Linked DNA regions of Macaca mulatta: region 2 is linked to region 1. The links are chromatin contacts, called in public Hi-C maps. All regions are on one chromosome and are shown on one strand. The core of a region is the stretch at or near the end of the contact, and the rest is flanking DNA. Distances in the headings are between cores, read along the strand shown.

Region 1 (5,408 bases), core at 2,245-4,744:
GGCAGGGAAGAGGTAGTTGCTCTGAGATCATGAAAACTTCAACTCCAGAGCACGTTTGCTGACTCTCCATTTGTCTCTCTCCTCCTCTCCCCTTCTCCCTGCCCCCCTTATCCCTCACTCCTCGGGAGGGTATGTTGTGAGAGGCCATGTTGCAGAGAGAGAAGCCAACCGCCGACACCTTGTGGGGCAGCTGGGAGACCCCAGCCAGGTCCTCAGAGACGGCCCCGCCTCCCTCCCAGGAGGCCCAGCCCAGCCACACAGCTCAGCTGCTCCAGACGCCTGAGCCTCAGAAACTGGGAGACAGCAGCGTCTACTGTGAGCTGCTAAGTCTGGGGGTGATTTGTTATGCAGCATAGGTGACTAGGACATCGGGCTGGAGGGGGTCTGGACTGGGGGTGTCACCTATGGTGCAAAGGTGGTGGAGGAGAGGAGACACAAGGACGGGGCCTGGAGTGCTTGGGACTCAGCGCCAGGTGTCAGGATAGCGTTTGCCCTGGGTTGGGGGTCAGCCTGCCCTGCTGAGCCCTGCAGAGCCCCCAGCTGTCAGGGCAGGAGGGAGCAGCGGTTGATCCATGGTACCTTGTCCTCAGCAGTACCCCCGGCTGCGAGCCAGAAACCCTGACCCACTGGCTGAAACCACAAAGCGGGTGTGGGCCCCGTGTGCCTGGTGACAGCGGTGCTGGCCTTGCTTCAAAGACTCGACAGGCAGCTCCCGTGTCCCCCACCCTCCATGTCTCTGGGAAACAGGATCTGTGTGCGGCCCCCTGAGATTTATTGGGGAGCAGCGTGCCTAACTCACCCCCTGTAAAGAAGGGAGGCCCAGGGCTGGGCAGAGGGCCAAGGCTGTGACGTAGTGTGACGTAGGTCCAGCTGAGCCTTCGTGAGCCCACCAGAGTGCTGAGGCCTGTGGCCGTCACACTGTGCGCCCGCAAGCACCCGCAGCCTGAGCCCGCTGGAAGTTTCTTACCACTCTGCTGGGGTCCAGCTCAGCCTCGTTAGCACTGAACATTCTGCCTGCTTGGAGGCAAAGCGCTCAGAAGACACTGCTCTGAGACTTTTCTGTCATCCCACATCTTACACCAACCTGAGAACTAAGCTCTTTTTTTTTTTTTTTTTGAGACGTCGTCTCCCCTGTCGCCCAGGCTGGAGTGCAGTGGCGCAATCTCAGCTCACTGCAAGCTCCGCCCCCTGGGTTCACACCATTCTCCTGCCTCAACCTCCCAAGTAGCTGGGACTACAGGCGCCCGCCACCACGCCCAGTTAATTTTTTGTATTATTATTATTATTATTATTACTGGTAGAGATGGGGTTTTACCGTATTAGCCAGGATGGTCTCGATCTCCTGACCTCGTGATCCACCCGCCTCAGCCTCCAAAAGTGCTGGGATTACAGGTGTGAGCCACCGCACCCGGCCAAGAATGCAATCTTTTGTTTCTTATCTACCGATGACCTGGAAGCGGGAAGCTCCCCCTGCCCCCGCCAGCCTTCAAGTTGTCCTGCCTTTCCGCACAGAACTAATGTACATCTTATACATACATTTTTTCTTTTTCTCTTCTTTTTCCATCTTGCACATATTGATTGATGTCTCATGTCTCCCTAAAAATGTCTGAAAGCAAGCTGTGCCCCAGTCACCTTGGGCACGTGTTGTCAGGACCCCCTGAGGCCATGTCATGGGCTCGTCCTTAACTTTGACAAAATAAACTTTCTAAACTGATGGAGACCTGTCTCAGATATTTTGGATTCACAGCTGCTAAGCTGCTTGGTTACAACTGAAGGCTCACAGGTTAGGGGTTTTTCAAAGATAGTTTGGTGAGCAGGGGGCTAAGGTATGGGGAGTGCTGATTGGTTGGTGAAAGATTGATGAAATCTAGCTGTCCTTTTGGTCCTTTTGTGCTGCATGGCTTCTGAGTGGGGCCACAGGAGCCGTTGGCAAGATATCTAGCTGGGTCCATCCATGTCAGACGTGCAATAAACCTGAAAAGATACAATAGTGATGTTCTACAATAGTGATGTTATCTGCAGGAGTAATTGGGGAAGTAGCTTGTCTTGTGACCTCCAGAATAATGGCTGACGAAAGTTTACGCCTGCACCTTAGTGGAATTCAGGCTCCTCTATCCTTCTAGCCTGGTGGTGTAACCGCCCAACGGGTTCACCTTGTCCACTGCCTAGACAGAACCGATTTATCAAGACAAGGGAACTGCAGTGGAGAAGGAGTAATTCACGCAGAGCTGGCTGTGCAGGAATGGAGTTTTATGACTCAAATCAGTCTCCCCGAGCATTCAGGGATCAGCGTTTTTAAGGATAATTTGGCGGGTAGGGCTCAGAAAGTGGTGAGTACTGATTGGTCAGGTTGAAGATTAAATCATAAGGGTTCGAAATGAGTTCTGGCTGACTTCTGTTCCTGGGTGGGATCGCACAAATGGTTGAGCCAGATTATCTGTCTAAGTGATGTCCGAATGCAGGGTCTACAAAACATTTCAAGCACTGATCTTAAGTTTTGCAACAGTGATGTTATTCCCAGGAGCAATTTGGGGAGGTTCAGACTATTGCCGCCAGAGGTTGCCAGCCCCTAAACTGTAATTTTTCATCTCATAGCTTAATTTGTTAGTCCTACAAAGGCAGACTGGTCCCCAGGCAAGAAGGGTTTTTTTGGGAAAGGGCTATTATCAATTTTGTTTCAGAGTTTAATCTATAAACTAAATTCCTTCCCAAGGCTAGTCTGGTCTACACCCACGAATGAACAAAGGCAGTTTAGAGGATAGCAGGAAGATGGGGTGCGTTAGGAGATCTTTCCCTGTCATAATTTCTTCAGTTACGATTTTTGCAAAGGCGGTTCCCGTGGTCTCATTACCTTTACAAAGGCTGTTTAGTTTTGAGGAAGGGCTGCTATCATTTAAACTATAAATGTCTCCCAAAATTAGCTTTGCTTATCCAGGAATAATTAAGGGCAGCTTCAAGGACAAAGGCAAGATGGGGATTGGCCAGATCTCCTTCAGGGCCATCATTCTCTCACTGATACAATTTTTGGCAAAGGCGGTTTCAGAATGCCCGTCTTAATGTAACTGTGGCCCATGTAACGATGTTTAGGGGGTCTTACCTGATTTCTAAAAGGCTGAAATGCTTGTAAGGGCTCTGCTGGACCTGTCCGTACGTCTTTCCTATAAATGCGTCTTTTCTGTAAAAGCTGGGAGGGAGCGAGACAGGGAATCAACACAGCCCCAGGGCTGCCCTGGGTTTATTCCAAGAGTTTGAATCGCGTAACTTGGAGCTGTGTAGCGCCCATCCCATCCACGCTAGGCCCGCGCTCAGAGACAGGCCTACGCACTCGGCCATGGTACGCGTGGGACCGAGCCCACCCCGCTCGGTTCCAGGGAGCGGCAGCTCAGCCCTCACGGGGCCGCCTCCGGGACCGCCACCTGCACCCACCCACGGCTCGCCGCGCGCTTCCGGGGTCGCGTTAGAATCGCGTCAGAGCCGGGCGCCCCAGGCCGCCCATGCGCAGGAGCAGAGCCGACGTGTCAGCGGCGCCCAAGCGGCCCCAGGGCGCTCTCCTCGCCCCGCTCTCCTCGCCAAGCCGCCAATGGGCTCAGGATCCGCCCCTGACGACGTGGGCCCCGCCCCTGGAGACACGCGCCGCGCAGTCGTCACCCGCCCGGGAGCAGGAGGCCGGGGGCGCCCGCCGGCCGGGCCTGGGCGGTCGCCATGAAGCTGACGCGGAAGATGGTCCTGACCCGGGCCAAGGCCTCGGAGCTGCACAGCGTGCGCAAGCTCAACTGCTGGTGAGGCGGGGCCTGGCCGCGGCCGCCCCGGGGTCGGGGGAGGAGCGGGGGCGGGGCCAGGGCGGGGACTGGGGTGAGGGCGGAGCCGGGGAGGGGGCGGGGGCGGGGGTGGAACGGGGGCAGGTGCGGAAGTGGAACGGGGTCAGGTGCAGGGGCGAGGGCGTCAAAGGAGTCAGGGGTCAGGGAGGAGAGGAGACCAGGGGTCGGGGTCGCCGGGGCCCCCCCATTTCCCGGCCCGCCTTTGCCCCGGCTGCCCTGTGGGCCAGATCTGATGTCTGGGGTTGCCAGCAGTCACTGGGACCAAGTCGAATAGGAGAGAGAACTGAGTTCTCGAGGACTGAGTCAGGAAACACGTTGGTAATCAGTACTGGGGGCGGCCGTGCCAAGGGTATGCCTGGCAGGTGATAGGAAGGGACGTGGGTGCGGTGGGACCCATGAAGGCGCAAAAGCGGGTAATACTGAGGCTCACCAGGCCAAGGAGGACCAGGAGCTTCCAGAGGAGGCAGCCTGGAGTTGAGGCCCGCACGATCTCCAGGGCTCCCTGGGGACTCAGCGGAGTCGCTGCGCCCTGTCAACTGGCCGCACCCTGCAGGCGGGGCGTGGGGGTCAGGGAGAGCAGGCGCTTCCTCCCAGGGGTATCCCCATACTGCCCAGAGCGAGCTCTTCTCTGTTAATTAAAAAGCTTTTCTGGGCCGGGCGCGGTGGCTCAAGCCTGTAATCCCAGCACTTTGGGAGGCCGAGGCGGGCGGATCACGAGGTCAGGAGATCGAGACCATCCTGGCGAACACGGTGAAACCCCGTCTCTACTAAAAAATACAAAAAAAAAACTAGCCGAGCGAGGTGGCGGGCGCCTGTAGTCCCAGCTACTCGGGAGGCCGAGGCAGGAGAATGGCGTAAACCCGGGAGGCAGAGCTTGCAGTGAGCTGAGATCCGGCCACTGCACTCCAGCCTGGGCGACAGAGCAAGACTCCGTCTCAAAAAAAAAAAAAAAAAAGCTTTTCTGTCTGCCCTGGCACATTTGGTGTTTTGGCTACAATTCCCCTGTGTCATTTGCTTTCAATAATGCATTTCTTTGTTTTGCACGGGGTGGTCAGTACTCTCACTAAGCTGGAAGAAACAACAACCCGATTTCAGGCTTTTAAAGTTTGCTTCATAAGTCGCCTGTTCACCCTTTGAACTTGGCCTCTTATAAAGACGCCCTTGTTGATGTCTGTCAGTGAGAGATATTAACCTTCTGCTATTCAGGGACCATGAGGAACAGTTCATCTTTTCGTGTCTTACAAATGGCTCTGCTGCTCCTTATCTAAAAGGTACCACCCCAACGTCATACAGTGTAGTTGAAAATCAAGTAAAACAATTGTTTACACCTTTGCCGGTTATATTTTTTGCCACGCCATTAAAATGCTAGAATCTTAAGGTTTGTAGGGAGTCATTGGTAATTTTTGGAATTTTTGTCTTCAGTGTTTTTTATTCAACTTTAACAAAATTAAAGTATCTTTTCTCTCCCCAGGGGCAGCCGCCTCACAGATGTAAGTATTGCTCTGATCATCTCCAAATGGCCTCAGTCCCAAATGTTGTAGCTTCTTCCCCAAGAGAATTTTTAAGTTGACAAAACTGCCCCTATCAGTT
Region 2 (5,562 bases), core at 530-3,029, 40 kb after region 1:
GCCTCACCAAGAAAGCGCCTCCCTGGTGGGCAGGCAGGCCAGCCCTGCAGCAACCCGTCTGCCCTCCAGACTCGGGCCCTTTCTTGGTCTAATATCATGGGATGGAGCTTCCTGAGTCCACCCTCCAAGGCCATGGGCCTCCTCTCCCACCTGGACCCACAACACACCAGGCCACGCTCCAGGACACTGCCAGTGGCCCTCCAAGGCCGTGGACCTCCTCTCCCACCTGGGCCCACAACACACCAGGCCACGTCCAGGACACTGCCAGTGGCCCTCCAAGGCCGTGGACCTCCTCTCCCACCTGGGCCCACAACACACCAGGCCACGTCCAGGACACTGCCAGTGGCCCTCCAAGGCCGTGGACCTCCTCTCCCACCTGGGCCCACAACACACCAGGCCACGTCCAGGACACTGCCAGTGGCCCTCCAAGGCCGTGGACCTCCTCTCCCACCTGAGCCCACAACACACCAGGCCACGTCCAGGACACTGCCAGTGGCCAGCAACAAGCAGCAGCTCCCGCTCCAGCCACAGCAGTGAGAAGGTTCACAACAGGCATGGCTCAGCCAGGTCCGAAGGAGCGCCCTCCGCAGGCCGGGGTTCAGACAGCGACACCCACGGGCCACTCCTGCCTCCCTGGCTTGGTCCTGGTCAAGGCCAGCTTCCTCCTCCCTCTTCCTGGCTTCCAGATACGGAAAAGGAGGGTCAGGTGCCTGAAGCTGGCTGAGGGGGGTGTGTCTGCATTTTCTCAACCATTTTCTGAACTCTAAAAGACAGACCAGGTCCCGCTGTACAGCTTTGGGGTGCTGGCTGGGCCCCTTCCCAACCCAGCACCTCACTTCTGGTCTCGTAAATCCTCTCCTCTCTCCTCCTGAGGGTCAGGGTAGGTGGTGTCCTGTGCCACAGGTGCCACACTGGACATGTCAGGCCAGAGATACTGGAGGCCAGCAGGACCAGGCCTCCAGGAGGGAGAGTGCCAGGATACCACGCCCCCAGGCCGGACCCCCACCCAGCTCTGCCAACTCTCAGTCCCCACCACCTGGGGCCTCCCCAGTACCCCTGGAAAAAGAGTGACAACGGGGCTTTGCTCAAGGCCCCGGGCAGCTCATCTCCCCACCACCCTCTTCCCCAGCTAGACCCACACGGAAGGCGGCCGCGAGGGCCCCGAGGAGGCGGACCGGTCCGGGGGTGAGCCCGCCCCCGCCCAGCGGGAGGAGGTCCCGGAAACCCGCAGCCTGGCGCCAGCTCTCGGGAGGCACCGGGTCCCCAGGTCGCTTCAGAACCAGGAAGGACCAGGCTCTGGGGGCAGCGGGACCGGCACCCTCCGCTCACGTGGCCTTGGGGAATCCTCGCGGGGGTCCTGCCCCGCAGCCCAGAGTCGGACACACCCTCCGGGCAGGGCGCGGGCGGCGCCAAGACCCAGGCGGAGGCCGAGAACGTGGCCGGCCGCACGTAGGCCCGAGACCGCGCCGGGGCGGAGCGGGGGACGGACCCGGGGCTGGAGGCCGGGGCAGGAGGCCGGGGCTGGAGGGAGGCCGGACCGGCCCGAGAACCGGGTCCCAGGGCTCGGCGGGCGCTCCGGAGAGGCCGGGACGGAGGCGCCCCCCACCCCCTGCACCGCGACGCGGCCGGGACCCCCGCCCACCTTGCGCGTCGCCGCCGCTGGTCAGGACGCCGATGGCCTTGCCCGCGCCCGACGCCCGCAGCTTCTCCAGGTCCACCGCGGCCATGGCGGCGGCCGAGACCCGGGCCCAGCTCGCACTCCCGCCGCCTGCGCCGCGCCGCCGTCCCCGCCCCGTCCCCGTCCCCGCCCCGCGCGCGCCCTGCGCCCGCCCCGCCCCGGGTCCGCCCCTGGCGCCTCCTCGCAGGACGGACCGCGGACGGAGCTGGAATCGGGCGCCCTCTGCCCGCCGGGGCCACCTTTCCGCTGTGCGTTTCTGAGCCTGTGCGATGTAACGCGGGCCCCGAGCAGTGAGACCCGGGGCAGAGCCCCACACCCCGGTGGTCTTGAGGATGTGGCCGGGACCAGGGCGGGGCTGCATCCAGTGCGGCCGCACGTGTCCCTTCGCCAGTGCTGGGGCCCGGGTGGCACGTCTGGCCCAGCTTTGCGTCTCCGGAGGTTCTTTGCTGTCGGCCGCAGCCACCACCCCTCCCTGCCACCCAGGGGCCCTCAGGGCTGCCTTCAGGCCTCGGCAGAGGCCAAACCCAAACGGGGCGCTGGAAAGCAGCCAGCATTCCTCCCTCCCTCTCCCTCCTTTCCTTCCTTCCTTCCTCACATTTGCTGGGCCCTTGGGAAAGTCTTGGTCCCCGGGTCCTGGGGGTGCAGAGCCGGTGGTCGGGAGAGCCGCCTCCTGACCGCACGGTGTGTTCGGTTTGTGAAAGCTGAGCGGGCAGATCACCAGGATTTGTGCATTTTTCTCTACATATACGGTGGACATGGTGGCTGTGAATATCGACTACTCCTTATTTAATTGTGAAATGTTAGAAAACACGCCGAAAGACTGCGCAAGCACATATGCGTGGGCTAAAAGGCGCTAAGAAGACACCTGTGTCTAACCCTGAGGCAGCCTTGGGCTGACATTTTGGGTCATTATTCTCTCCCTTTTCTTGCAGCTTCATCGTGTGTGTGTGTGTGTGTGTGTGTGTGTGTGTGTGTGCGCGCGCGCGCATAAATTCTTAAACATACGTGATTTAGCCACAATGAGATACCACCTGATACCCATTAGGATGGCTACTATAAAAGAAAAACACAGGCTGGGTGCAGTGGCTCACGCCCATAATCCCAGAACTTTGGGAGGCCCAGAGGGGCGGATCACCTGAGGTCAGGAGTTCGAGACCAGCCCAGCCAACATGGCGAAACCTCATCTCTACTAAAAATATAAAAATTAGCTGAATGTGGTGGTGGGTGCCTGTAATCCCAGCTACAAGGGAGGCTGAGGTATGAGAATCACTTGAACTCGGGAGGTGGAGGTTGCATTTGAGTGGAGACTGCACCATTGCACTCCAGCCTGGGCAACAAGAGCGAAACTCCGTCTCAAAAAAAAAAAAAAAAAAAAAAAGGAAAGAAAAATGCAGAAAATAATCACTGTTCCAAGGATATAGGGAAGCTGGAACCGTCGTGCAGTGTTGCTGGGGATGTGAAACGGTGTAGCTGCTATGGAAAACAGGATGGCAGTTCTTCAAAAAATTAAAAATAGAATTACCATGTGATCCAGCGATTTTACTCTGGGTATATACCTAAAGAATTCAAAGCAAAGACTCACACAGATATTTGCACACACATATTCATAGCAGCATTATTCACAACAGCCAGAAGGTGGAAGCACCCAGGTGTCTGCTGAGGAAAGCATTGGATGAACACAATGTGGTCGATCCATGTGCTGGAATATTACACAGCCTTAAAAAGGAAGCAGATTCCAGCACATGCTACAACATGGATGAACCTTGGGGCCACCGTGCTGAGTAAAATAAAATGGACACAAAAGGACAGATACTGTGTGATTCCACTTCCATGAGATCCCTGGAGGATTCAGATTCATAGAGACAGAAAGTAGAGTGGAGGGTACCAGGGGTTGGGAGGGGAATGGGGAGTGAGTGTTTCGTGGGGCCAGAGTTTCCATTCAGGAAGCTGGAACAGCTCTGCAGATGGCAGTGGCATGGTTACATGAGATGTGAATGCCACTAAACTTGAAAGTGGATTTTTTTTTTTTTTTTGAGACGGAGTCTCGCTCTGTGGCCCAGGCTGGAGTGCAATGGCCGGATCTCAGCTCACTGCAAGCTCCGCCTCCCGGGTTTATGCCATTCTCCTGCCTCAGCCTCTCGAGTAGCTGGGACTACAGGCGCTGCCACCTCGCCCGGCTAGTTTTTTGTATTTTTTAGTAGAGACGGGGTTTCACTGTGTTAGCCAGGATGGTCTCAATCTCCTGACCTCGTGATCCGCCCGTCTCGGCCTCCCAAAGTGCTGGGATTACAGGCTTGAGCCACCGCGCCAGGCCAAGAATGGATTTCCTCTGTGGGGTATTGTTTCTGAGGCAGAGTCTCACTCTGTCGCCCAGGTTGGATTCCAGTGGCATAATCATAGCTCACTGCAGCCTTGGCCTCCTAGCCTCAAGTGATCCTCCCACCTCAGCCTCCTGAGTAGCTGGGACCACGGGAGGATGCCACCACACCCTGCTAATTTTGTTTAATTTTTGGTAGAGAAGGGATCTCGCTATGTTGCCCAGGCTGGTCTCTAAGTCCTCGGCTCAAGTGATCCTTCTGCCTCAGTCTCCCAAAGTACTGGGATTCCAGGTATGAGCCACCATGCCTGGCCATTTGGGGTGTGTTTTTAGAAGAGAGCTAGGTAGTCTTTAGCCATGCTGAATTGAGCACTTCCATTGTGAACAGATCCATTCTACCCTAAGCCGGCAGCTAAGAGCCAGGGTGAAGACGGTGTAGGAAAAGCCACAGGTGGGAAGGGGTGGCAAGAGGAACCTCCTGTGGGGCGTGGGTCCCAGAGACTGAGCAGAACCTGTCCCTGGGACCCCTGAGAGGACCCCTGCCTGCAGGTGCCAGCCCAGCCTTCCCAGGAAGGGGAAGCTCTGCAAGCCCTGAGGTCCCTGGGAATTCGCAGAAGAGCTGAGGCCTCTTTGAATGCATCCTGAATCACCCGGGTTAGTATAATGGAGCGTGCGGGAGCTCCAGTTACAGGGCAGGCGGGTGAGGGGTGCTTTTAATCCACTTAAGATTCTGAGCCCAGAGCTCCAGCCTGATTTGCTATCTTGAGTCTAATCTTTTCCAGAAATATTGACTCTTCTGAGCCCAGTGTCCACCGATTCTCCACCTGGGTGTTTAGAATGCCCCGACCCGGAGCCGGCCAGTCCCGTAGCCCACAGCACCTCCAGCACGACGGCCGTAGGGCTCAGCACAGCAGAATTCAGATCTCTTTGTTCATAAATTATTGACAATTTCCGAACAGTGACACCTGAGCAGAGACCAAGGGCAGTGCCTGCCCCTGAGGCCACCTCAGCCCCCGAGGGATTCAAACAGCTGCTGTAGGTGGTGGGGATGTTATGCAGAAGTACACACAACACTTGCTAACCTGACTCCGCAGGACTCCGGCTGAGCTGAACTAAGTGGACCAGGGCTGGAGCCCAAGCCTGAGGCTTCATCTAGAAGAAGACTCAGAGGAATCTGACCTGAGCTTGGCCAAGGAGAATGTCCATCTCCCCAAGACCTATGGGTCGAAGCCCTCGCCCCTCATGACTGCAGTGGCACTGTGAGGTCTCTAAAGGGGTGGCTAAGGCTGGGCACGGTACCTCATGCCTGTTATCCCAGCACTTTGGGACACCAAGGTGGGAGGATAAATCACTATAGACCAGGAGTTCGAGACCAGCCTGGCCAACAGGGCAAAATCCCCCATCTCTACAAAAAAAATTATAAAGCCAGGCGTGGTGGCATGTGCCTGTGGTCCCGGCTGGTAAGGAGGCTGAAGTAGGAGGATCTCTTGAGCCTGGGAGGTCAAGGCTGCAGTGAGCCGTGATTGATAGCACCACTGCACTCCAGCCTGGGCGACAGAGCGAGATG

What was found. Hi-C and Micro-C count contacts between places; a contact is called where the count stands out from the background.
Region 2: a contact with region 1 is called in a Hi-C map of liver, with 2.0 times the contacts expected there. The contact joins the promoter of PFKL here to the promoter of CFAP410 in region 1. A contact is called at or near these places in 3 of 14 Hi-C or Micro-C datasets (cortical neurons, fetal cortical plate and liver).

Annotation. Positions count from the first base shown.
Region 1 is chr3:3,192,504-3,197,911 of T2T-MMU8v2.0, forward strand. CFAP410 (cilia and flagella associated protein 410) reads left to right here and starts at 3,495. Exons shown (of 6, transcript XM_077995651.1): 1 at 3,495-3,779.
Region 2 is chr3:3,234,559-3,240,120 of T2T-MMU8v2.0, forward strand. It overlaps PFKL (phosphofructokinase, liver type), which reads right to left and starts at 1,780. Exons shown (of 22, transcript XR_013414794.1): 1 at 1,643-1,780. It overlaps LOC144339625 (a long non-coding RNA gene), which reads left to right. Exons shown (of 3, transcript XR_013414873.1): 2 at 1-192; 3 at 344-1,763.